Linked DNA regions of Mus musculus: region 2 is linked to region 1. The links are chromatin contacts, called in public promoter capture Hi-C maps. All regions are on one chromosome and are shown on one strand. Each heading gives the region's core, a stretch centred on a gene start, on an enhancer-like site or on the middle of the called end of the contact. The rest is flanking DNA. Distances are from core to core; before and after follow the strand shown.

Region 1 (4,657 bases), core at 443-2,942:
TGGCCTGATTTTCTACTAGCAAATTAAAATGATTGGCTGCAAACTCCATCATCCGCCTGTACTTCTCAAACTGAACATGGCTTTTCCCCCAGAGCAAGAGAGGGGGTGGGAAAGGAAAAACACCCCAGGGAACAAACCTCCTTTTGAAAGCACAGAGTTGATGGGGCGTAAGGATTGCAGACTCCCATCTCTGGTCCTCTGGCATCATGTTAAAAAAAAAAAAAGAAAAAAGACTGGGGATTTCAAGATTCATTTCACAGGCCCTGGGAAAACTACCAACAATAATCATGATACAGAAGATGAATAGCAATATTAGTATTCAACTTGTGATAAAAAAAAATAGGATTATTTCCTATGTATTGGAGGTTCCTGAAGTATGCCAATTTCCAGAGACAAGTGGTGGTTGCCAGGGGCTGGGGGAGGAGGGAATGGGGAGATACTGTACACTGCTGTACAGCTTCAGTTTTACAAGATCAAAGAGAGTTTAGAGTACTTGCCTAGCAGGAGAAAAGCCCTGAGTTCTAAGCCTAGCACTACAAACTGAGGGAGCAGGCAGGGAAGGGGAAAAAAAAAAAAAACAAAAAAAACCCTAACCTAAGGCTAGGCTGAGGTTGACTAAATTCATCACAAATTTAAGATCTGAGGGGAGAAATACACACAACTCTCAGCTTGGCAGCTTTCATTTACCCGGAACCGCACTGCTAGTGGTTAGAAACTATGCCTTTGAAAAGAAATCTGCATTTCCTTTCTGTTCTGCAATTACTAGCAGGGACCTTCCAACAACTCACTGGACATCTCTGACTTTCACCTACATAGTAACAAACTACAAATCCCTCCGCAGAGGACTATGAGTCTGAGGACATAACAAAACCTCAGTAATACGGTAGTTAGCCCTGACTAATGTATTCTTACTATGAATGTGAGCAGTGAGTTACTGTTTTATGATGATTACTTAAAAGTCAGCAACAACGAAATTAGTATCATCAGGTCGAGAAGAGCATTAGAAGATTTGGTTTTAAGAGGAAAGGTGACCCAAGATACAGTCAGAAGACATGAGCTTCCAGAATGGTCTTGCGCATTCAGATTTCTTCCCTGGCGGTCACGGGCTGGCGTGACCCTGGAACCAACTCCCTCGCCGCCCAGGCATCTTGGCGAGGTGGGTGCGAAGGTCGGAAGAGGCAGGCTGGCTGCAGAGCCCCTCCTGAGCCCGAGGCGCTGACAACGTGCAAGGATTGTGCAAGAGAATCGTTCGTACCAAAACCAAGTGCTCCGCACCGCACTCCTCCTGAACACCTGCCACTCAGGCCATCAAGGATGCTGCAAGGAAGCTGCAAGCTTCTCCTAGGCCCTGCAAGACCCTAAGAAAAGGCATCCCCAAACAACCTGGGTGGCAGGTTTATAAATACCCCCCTGCACATGCGCAATGAGACTACACTGCGCCTGCGCCATGGCGGAGAGTCAGACCATAAAAAAAGGTTCCGAGGCCCTGCAGGACACTTGCGGTCTGCGGTAATCATGGCCCAGGGCCCCGCGCTGCTTACCTCGTAGTGCTTCATGGTTCTTCCACAGGATGGCACCTGCTCTGCTGCAACTGAGTGGCCGCCGTACCGCACCAAACACCACCCAGCTCCACACACACTCGGGGAGCAGCACTCCCGGACTCCGGCTCCGCCCCCCTCTATGCGTGCGTCCCTCCTGCCAATCAGCGTGGGGTGCACCCACTGCTCGCGCCACACAACTGACCAATCAGATTTCTCGATCCAAGGAGCGCAGCGGACCCCCTCCCCCCCACTTTGGCAAGCAAGATTAAAACCCGGCCACCCACCAATCAAAAGGAAGCCTGGGCGCCGCGCGCCCTCTGGCTCCGCCCATTGCAGTGTTGCGGTGGAAATCCAGCGACGTCAGGCTGAGGGGTCAATGCGGCAAAACGAGAACAAAGAGCTGCGTGGCCCGGAGAGCCAGGCTTGGGGTGAATTCGTAGATGTAGAGAAGCTCATCTAAGAGATGAGACCTCAGATTATCATCCATCACCAGGACCCTTGAAAGGACTCCAGATATCACGAATGGAGAAAGGAAAAGAAAACCTGCACCGCATTCTACAGGTGCCCCTCCTAAAACAGCTCCTGTCAGTTGAGCTGGCCCTAGAAGCAAAACCACCTTTGTCTCTGCCTGCGTTATCGTGTACAGTTTGGTTACTACTGGCCACATGTAGCTACTGAGCCCTTGAAATATACAGGAAAAAAATGACAGGTGCTGCCAGTCTAAAAATACAGGACATCAGAGAACAGTGCAGAGAAAGACGACATTACAGGGGCTGGTGAGATGGCTCAGTGGGTAAGAGCACCAACTACTCTTCCAAAGGTACTGAGTTCAAATCCCAACAACCACATGGTGGCTCACAACCACCCATAATGAGATCTGATGCCCTCTTCTGGTGCGTTTGAAGACAGCTACAGTGAACTTATTTTAATAAATAAATCTTTGGACCGGAGCAAGTGGGGTTGGCCAGAGCAAGCAGAGGTGTAGAGGTCCTAAATTCAATTCCCAACAATCACATTAAGGTTCACAACCATCTGTACAACTACAGTGTGTACTCATATATATAGAATAAATAAATCTTAAAAAAAAAAAGACATTACAAATGAAGGCATTTGGTATCCTACCTAATGGGCTCAATTCAATCCCAGGGACCCACATAATGTAAGGCCGGAACAGAGACACCATGGCACATGTGCAAGCACACATATACACACACTCTCATAAGTAAATATAAAATGTTAAAAGCCTAGTGCAGCCAGATTCTGCTTGCTGTAGTCTGCAGCCTGAATATATATATGTATATACTGCAGGAATAAATGTTCAGACATGGCATTTAGGGTTAGTTTAATAATATTATATAACAGGCCCAATAAAATTGTAGACTTTCTTGCCAGAAAAAGGGGGGAGGGGCTGTGGATCAGAACAGACGTTTTCAGTAGAAGAAATACAAATGGCTAACATATATCTCAAAGTATTCATCATTCTTTAGAGTTAGAGAAACAGAAATTAAACTTTGAGGCTTCATCTCATCTCTGTCAGAATGGATAAAACCAATAAAACAACCATTAACAAATTCTAGAGGGCGTGTAGGGAAAGGTAACCCCTTGTTCACTGCTGGGAGGATTGCAAACTGGTGTAGCCACTATGGAAATAAGTTTGAGAATTCTCAAAAAGCCAAAAAAATAAACCATATAATCCAGCTATACTGCTCCTTGGCATATGACCAAAGGACTTCTCACTCCACAGATACTTGCTCAGCCATGTTGGCTGCCATACACAGTAGCTAGGAAATACAACGTACGTAAACATTCTCTGATCGACGGCTGGCTAATGGCAGTGTGGTACATATACTCTGTGCAATACTATTTTGCTGTAAAGAAAACTGAAATTGTGAACTGTCAGGGTTCCACCCTGACACTCAGGTACCGATGTGGGGCGCAGAGCAGAGGAGAATGCCCTCTGGTCACTAACCCTCTTTTACTGTTCTGGGGACCAGGACTGGTGGCTTCTGGCAAGTGACTCCTGCTGATAGCAGTAGGAGATTAGGAAAAGAAATGGAATTACTTGGACTCTTTATTCTTTAACTCAGGGGCCTCTCACTGGCCTGTCGAGAAGCTCATTAACTCTTTGTGAGGGCTGGCAAGATGGCTCAGAGTTTAAGAGCATTGGCTGCTCTCCCAAAGGTCCAGAGTTCAGTTCCCAGCAACTACAAAGTGGCTCATTACTATCTATAATGAGATCGGGTGCCCTCTTCTGGCCTGCAGTATATATGCAGGCAGAACACTACGAAATAAATAACTGGCTCCACAGAGAAAGAAAAAACATAAAAAAGGAAGTCAGCCTGACATCTACACATTTATTTTTCTCCCAGCCTTTTTATAGCTTCTTAGACAAAAGTTCTTTATAAAATTACCTCACAGATAAAATGCTAAACAAAAGGGAGTCCCAGAAGATGTCAATAGTAAGTTCAAAGCAGTGTTTCATTCTATAAGCTCACAAGTTCAAAGCAACAGTTTCACATGCCCTTGCTTTTCCATAGTGCACACTTGTGGCCTCATCCTTGGACCTGATCTAGAATAATTGATTTGTTCTAAGTGTATTTTTCTTCCTAGTGCAATTTACATGCCATAACAAAGAACTCTGTTTACAGGCTGGAGAGATGGCTTATAAGGCGGGTTAAGAGCACTGACTGCTCTTCCGAAGGTCCTGAGTTCAAATCCCAGCAACCACATGGTGACTCACAACCATACGTAATGAGATCTGATGCCCTTTTCTGATGAGTCTGAAGACAGCTACAGCGTACTTATATATAATAATAATAAATAAACTTGGGGCAGAGCAAGCAGGGTCGGAGCAAGCAGAGGTCCTGAGTTCAATTCCCAGCAACCACATGGTGGCTCACAACCATATGTACAGCTACAGTGTACTCATATACATAAAAATAAATAAATAAATATTTTTTTAAAAACTCTATTTGCAGCTTTTTATTTTACCAGGAGCTTAAAATTACTTGAATCAATTCAAGAGTTCTATAAAATCATTATCAGGAATTATGAAATCATCAATTCATCTAAACAGCATTATTACATGAAAGTACACCTTCATAATGATCTGCAGG
Region 2 (4,312 bases), core at 1,493-3,992, 1.5 Mb after region 1:
CACAAGTGGAGATGTACTGCTGCTCCTGGTGCTCTACCTGACTGAGGCAGGAGGATGTCAAGTTTGAAAAAATGGAGATAAATAGAATTCCTTTTATGAAAAAATGAGGCTAGTATGAAAATTGAGGCTAGCGGTAGCCAGTTTAGCTGGATACATAGTTCTGCTTTTATTCCCAGAACTTGAAAAGTAAATTGAGTGACCAAGGAATCTCCCTCTTCTTTCATCTTTATGAGGTGGGAGAGTGCTTAGACATGGTAGGTGTCCTCCTTGACAGTTAACAACCTAGTAAAGGCCTGCCGTACAGTGAACTCATTTGCAAAGCTTTACAGCAGACATAACACAACTTTGGGTCACTAGGCAGATTGGAAATTCTTTGTGATCTTAGAGGCCAGGCTGAATGGTGGTGGTGGTGGTGATTGCCTTTAATCCCAGCAGTGGGCATTAAAGTGAGGAGGTAAGAGGTGGGTAGATTTCTGAATTCAAGACCTTCCTGGTTGAGCTGGAGAGACAGCTCAGCAGTTAAGTGTGCTGACTGCTCTGCTATAGGTCCTGAGTTCAAATCCCAGTAACCACATGGCTGTCACAACCATCTGTAATGAGATCTGACACCCTATTCTGGTGTGTCTGAAGACAGCTATAGTGTACTCACATACATAAAATAAATAAATCTTAAAAAAAAAAAAACCTCCCTCTGCAGAGTGTGAGTTTCAGGATAGCCAGGGCTACACTGAGAATCCCTGTTTTGGAAAACCAAAAAAGTGCCAAATGAGACCATATGATTATATTAGCTAATAGAAGATGGAAGCAGGATGAAATCAAAACCAGGGTAAAATTGTCAGAAGAAAAGCCTTTTATGCCGGGTGTGTCTGTTCATATCTTTAATCTCAGCATTTGGAAGCATTTAGGGTTCAAGGGCTAGCCCTGCCTATATAGTGACCAGGTTTATATAGAGATCAAGATAAGGCTACATAGTGATACCCTTAAAATCAATTAAAAAGAAAGATTATACCTGGACAGGACTGATTGTGGGGAGCTGTGACTCGTCTATGTGAAATTATCCTGGCCTACTACCTTTAGTCCTTAACCATTTATTGCCCACAGTTTTGCCTGACCTATTTGAAATTGAATCAGAGTTCCTAGACAATGGTCATTTGACCCCAAAATAAACTTAGGCGTGGAGCTTAACTGTTGAAGCCATGCAAAGTTGAAGACCTAAATTAGGATTGCCCACATCAGTGTTGGGCACAGGAGAGCAACTCCTGGTGAACAGAGACAGAAGGCTTCCTGAGGCTCACTGGCTGGCCAGCCAGTCTAGCTAAAAGTCATTAGTCAATAGCTGTTTCAAGATATAAGATGCCTGCTGTGAGAGTTGGCTCAGCACATAAAGATGTTTGCTGCCTGTTTACCTTAATTTGATTCCAGAACCTATGTAAAGGTGATGGAGAAGTGACTCCACAGAGTTGCTCTGATACATGTGACCTGTGGTGCACGGGAGCACACACAAAATTTAGGACAATAAACTAAGATGGAGATTGAAGAAGGCCTCCAACCATCTCAACCTCAGGCCTCCAAATGCGTACAAAGCATAAACTCCAGGGCTGAAACGGTCGATGGCCCATGGCTTAAGAGCACTTTAAGTGAGCGAGATAGGTGCCTTTCATTTCAACAGAGAGAGCAGAGGCAGGTCACCCACCGAATTAGAGGCCATCCTGGATTACTTGTCTAAAACAAAGCAGTTGGTCTTGGAGAAGATGAAAATTGGGTTTCTAGCATCCACAAGAGGTGATTGCCGACCTGTAAACCTAGCTTCAGGGGATTCCAAATATAAGAGTAGAAGCCGGATTAAAGGCGTGCCCACTGCCCGGGTTGAGGACCCAGTGACCATTTTTTTTTTTTAAGAATTATTTAGCTGGGTGGTGGTGGCACATGCCTTTAATCCCAGTACTCGGGAGGCAGAGGCAGGTGGATTTCTGAGTTCGAGGCCAGCCTGGTCTACAAAGTGAGTTCCAAGACAGCCAGGGCTATACAGAGAAACCCTGCCTTAAAAAAAAAAAAAAAAAAGGAGTAGAAATAAAAGATAAACGCCGGGCGTGGTGGTGCACGCCTTTAATCCCAGCACTCGGGAGGCAGAGGCAGGTGGATTTCTGAGTTCGAGGCCAGCCTGGCCTACAAAGTGAATTCCAGGACAGCCAGGGCTATACAGAGAAACCCTGTCTCGAAAAACCAAAAAAAAAAAAAAAAAAAAAAAACCATTCACACCCGCACAGGACTAGACGTCTGATTTCCAAGCAATATCTGGCAGGTGTTAGTCTCTGACGTCATCTAATGGGCGCCGGAAGTGATCTCGCGCTGCCTAGGAAACAAGACGCGGCTCTGGCTAAACCTGTACAGCCGCGCCCACCCGGGCGCCATGGATCTTTCCTCAGGGCGGAGTGGGGATCCTCGCTCTTGTGAGGAGGAATCTGACCCCGAGCCAGATCCCGACCCTGACACTCAAGCTGAGGCCTACGTAGCCCGTGTGCTTACCCCTCCCAAGCTTGGCCTGACCCCGCGGCGCTCGTCACTGCAGTCCATGTTCTCCGCGTCCCTAGGCGTGCCGGAGCGAAAGGCCGCCTCCAAAGTCCCGGCCGTGCGCCTACCGGGCCTCTTGAGCCTTCCCCCGGAGCTGCTGCTGGAGATCTGTGCCTACCTGGATGCGCGAGTCGTGCTTCAAGTCCTGCCGTGCGTGTGCCAAGCGTTGCACGACCTCGTGCGTGATCGTGTCACCTGGAGGCTACGCGCTCAGCGCCGCGTACGCGCACCCTACCCAGTGGTGGAAGGTATGCACATCCTTGGGAGACAGGAATTTTGGGGTGCTGCCTAATCCTTGTCGACCACAAGGCCACTTGGTTTCCTCAGGAAGTGCTCTGGACCTGGGATTTCTAAACTTAAAATCCAAAGATTTCCGGGTTTGCGCTTTGTTAGCACAAAGGCCCTAGCCCAAGAATTCCCAAGCTTTGGAAACAACTTGAGGCACAAGCAGCAACTAGCATAACAAAGCCTTTGACCCATGGAGTGTTGATCCAGGATTCGTTAAGAGGTTCTGAATTTCTAGACTCCCGATTGGGATCATTAATACCAGTAATCTTTCAGTTCTAGGTCTAGCCTGTCACCTTTTCTATTTTATTTTATTATTTTGGGGCAGGTTCTCATGTAGCTCCTTAGCCTTACAAGTGTTTGGGCTAGCCTTGTCATCTTTGCAGAGCTGTGTTGTTCCTTCTGCCCTTGAGGTCATTGGTTTCTGGAGGAAGAGACAACTTGAAATCGATGATTTTGAGTTTTTGCTGTTGCTTTTAAGGACAGAACTCAGGGCTTTGGCTATGCTAGGTAAATGCTTTATGACGTGTCCCATCCTCAGCATGTCTCGGACATGTTCCTGGTTCTGATATTGCTAGGTTCTCAGGCTCTTGATTCCTCTAATCTGGAAGAGTTTGATTCTTCTGCATTAGGGAGTTGCCCTCCAACCCCGAGTCAGATTTACAAACAGCTTTGATAAAACAGGTGCTTGGACCTCCTCCAGACCATTGAATGGCTGACCTGAGGTTTAGATTCTGACTTGGGAGGGGGCAGGAAGAGCGACTAGGGATAACTTAGGTAAGTTCTCTACTGCCGAGCCATATTTCCCACCCCTTGGCTTCTGTGTCTTGATGTGGCTTCCTGGTTTATAGTTAGAAGGATTTTTTTTTAATTTTTAATTTTTTGTTTTTTGAGACAGGGTTTCTCTGTGTAGCCCTGGCTGTCCTGGAACTCACTCTGTAGACCAGGCTGGCCTCAAACTCAGAACTCCGCCTGTCTCTGCCTCCCAAGTGCTGGGACTAAAGGCGTGCGCCACCACTGCTTGGGTAGTTAGAAGTTTTAACCACTGTGTCCCTGGATCTAAACCCAGAAGAGTTGGTTAATCTTGAGGCCCCTGGGGAGAATTGAGAGAGAAATTACTGTCACCTGGGCTAGGGTTTGAGAATGAAGCCTGTAAAAATGTTAGTCTCGGTTTCTTAGAGCTGGGGTAAATATTCTTAGTTCTGCATGGGAGATGGGTGGTCAGGTAGCCTGAGACAAAGCCAGAGCCTGTGCCTGTTTGGGATCCAGGCAGCATTCTATCTAGGTCTGGTGAAGGTTGGGCTCCCTGACAGCCAGGGCTGGGCTCTGTCAGTTGATGTCCTCTGAATGCCCTGCTCTTGCTACACCATAGAGGAGAACTTTGACTGGCCAGCCGCCTGCATTGAGCTGGAGCAGCACCTGGCCCGCTGGGCAGAGGATGGACAGCGAACCGAGT

Evidence for each region. Promoter capture Hi-C pulls out the DNA fragments that hold promoters and counts their contacts.
Region 2: a promoter capture Hi-C map of pre-B cells shows a contact between it and region 1, with 4 times the contacts expected there. The contact joins the promoter of A230103J11Rik here to the promoter of Tecr in region 1. A contact is called at or near these places in 2 of 39 promoter capture datasets (liver and pre-B cells), 1 of 484 Hi-C or Micro-C datasets (B cells) and 2 of 9 other capture datasets (adipose tissue and liver).

The regions. Positions count from the first base shown.
Region 1 is chr8:83,592,799-83,597,455 of GRCm38.p6, forward strand. Tecr (trans-2,3-enoyl-CoA reductase) reads right to left here and starts at 1,693. Exons shown (of 13, transcript NM_134118.5): 1 at 1,542-1,693. The coding sequence starts at 1,556. D830024N08Rik (a long non-coding RNA gene) reads left to right here. Exons shown (of 3, transcript XR_003947410.1): 3 at 4,190-4,230.
Region 2 is chr8:85,057,718-85,062,029 of GRCm38.p6, forward strand. A230103J11Rik (RIKEN cDNA A230103J11 gene) reads right to left here and starts at 2,743. Exons shown (of 4, transcript NR_110582.1): 1 at 2,690-2,743. It overlaps Fbxw9 (F-box and WD-40 domain protein 9), which reads left to right and starts at 2,402. Exons shown (of 10, transcript NM_026791.2): 1 at 2,402-2,819; 2 at 4,229-4,312. The coding sequence starts at 2,411.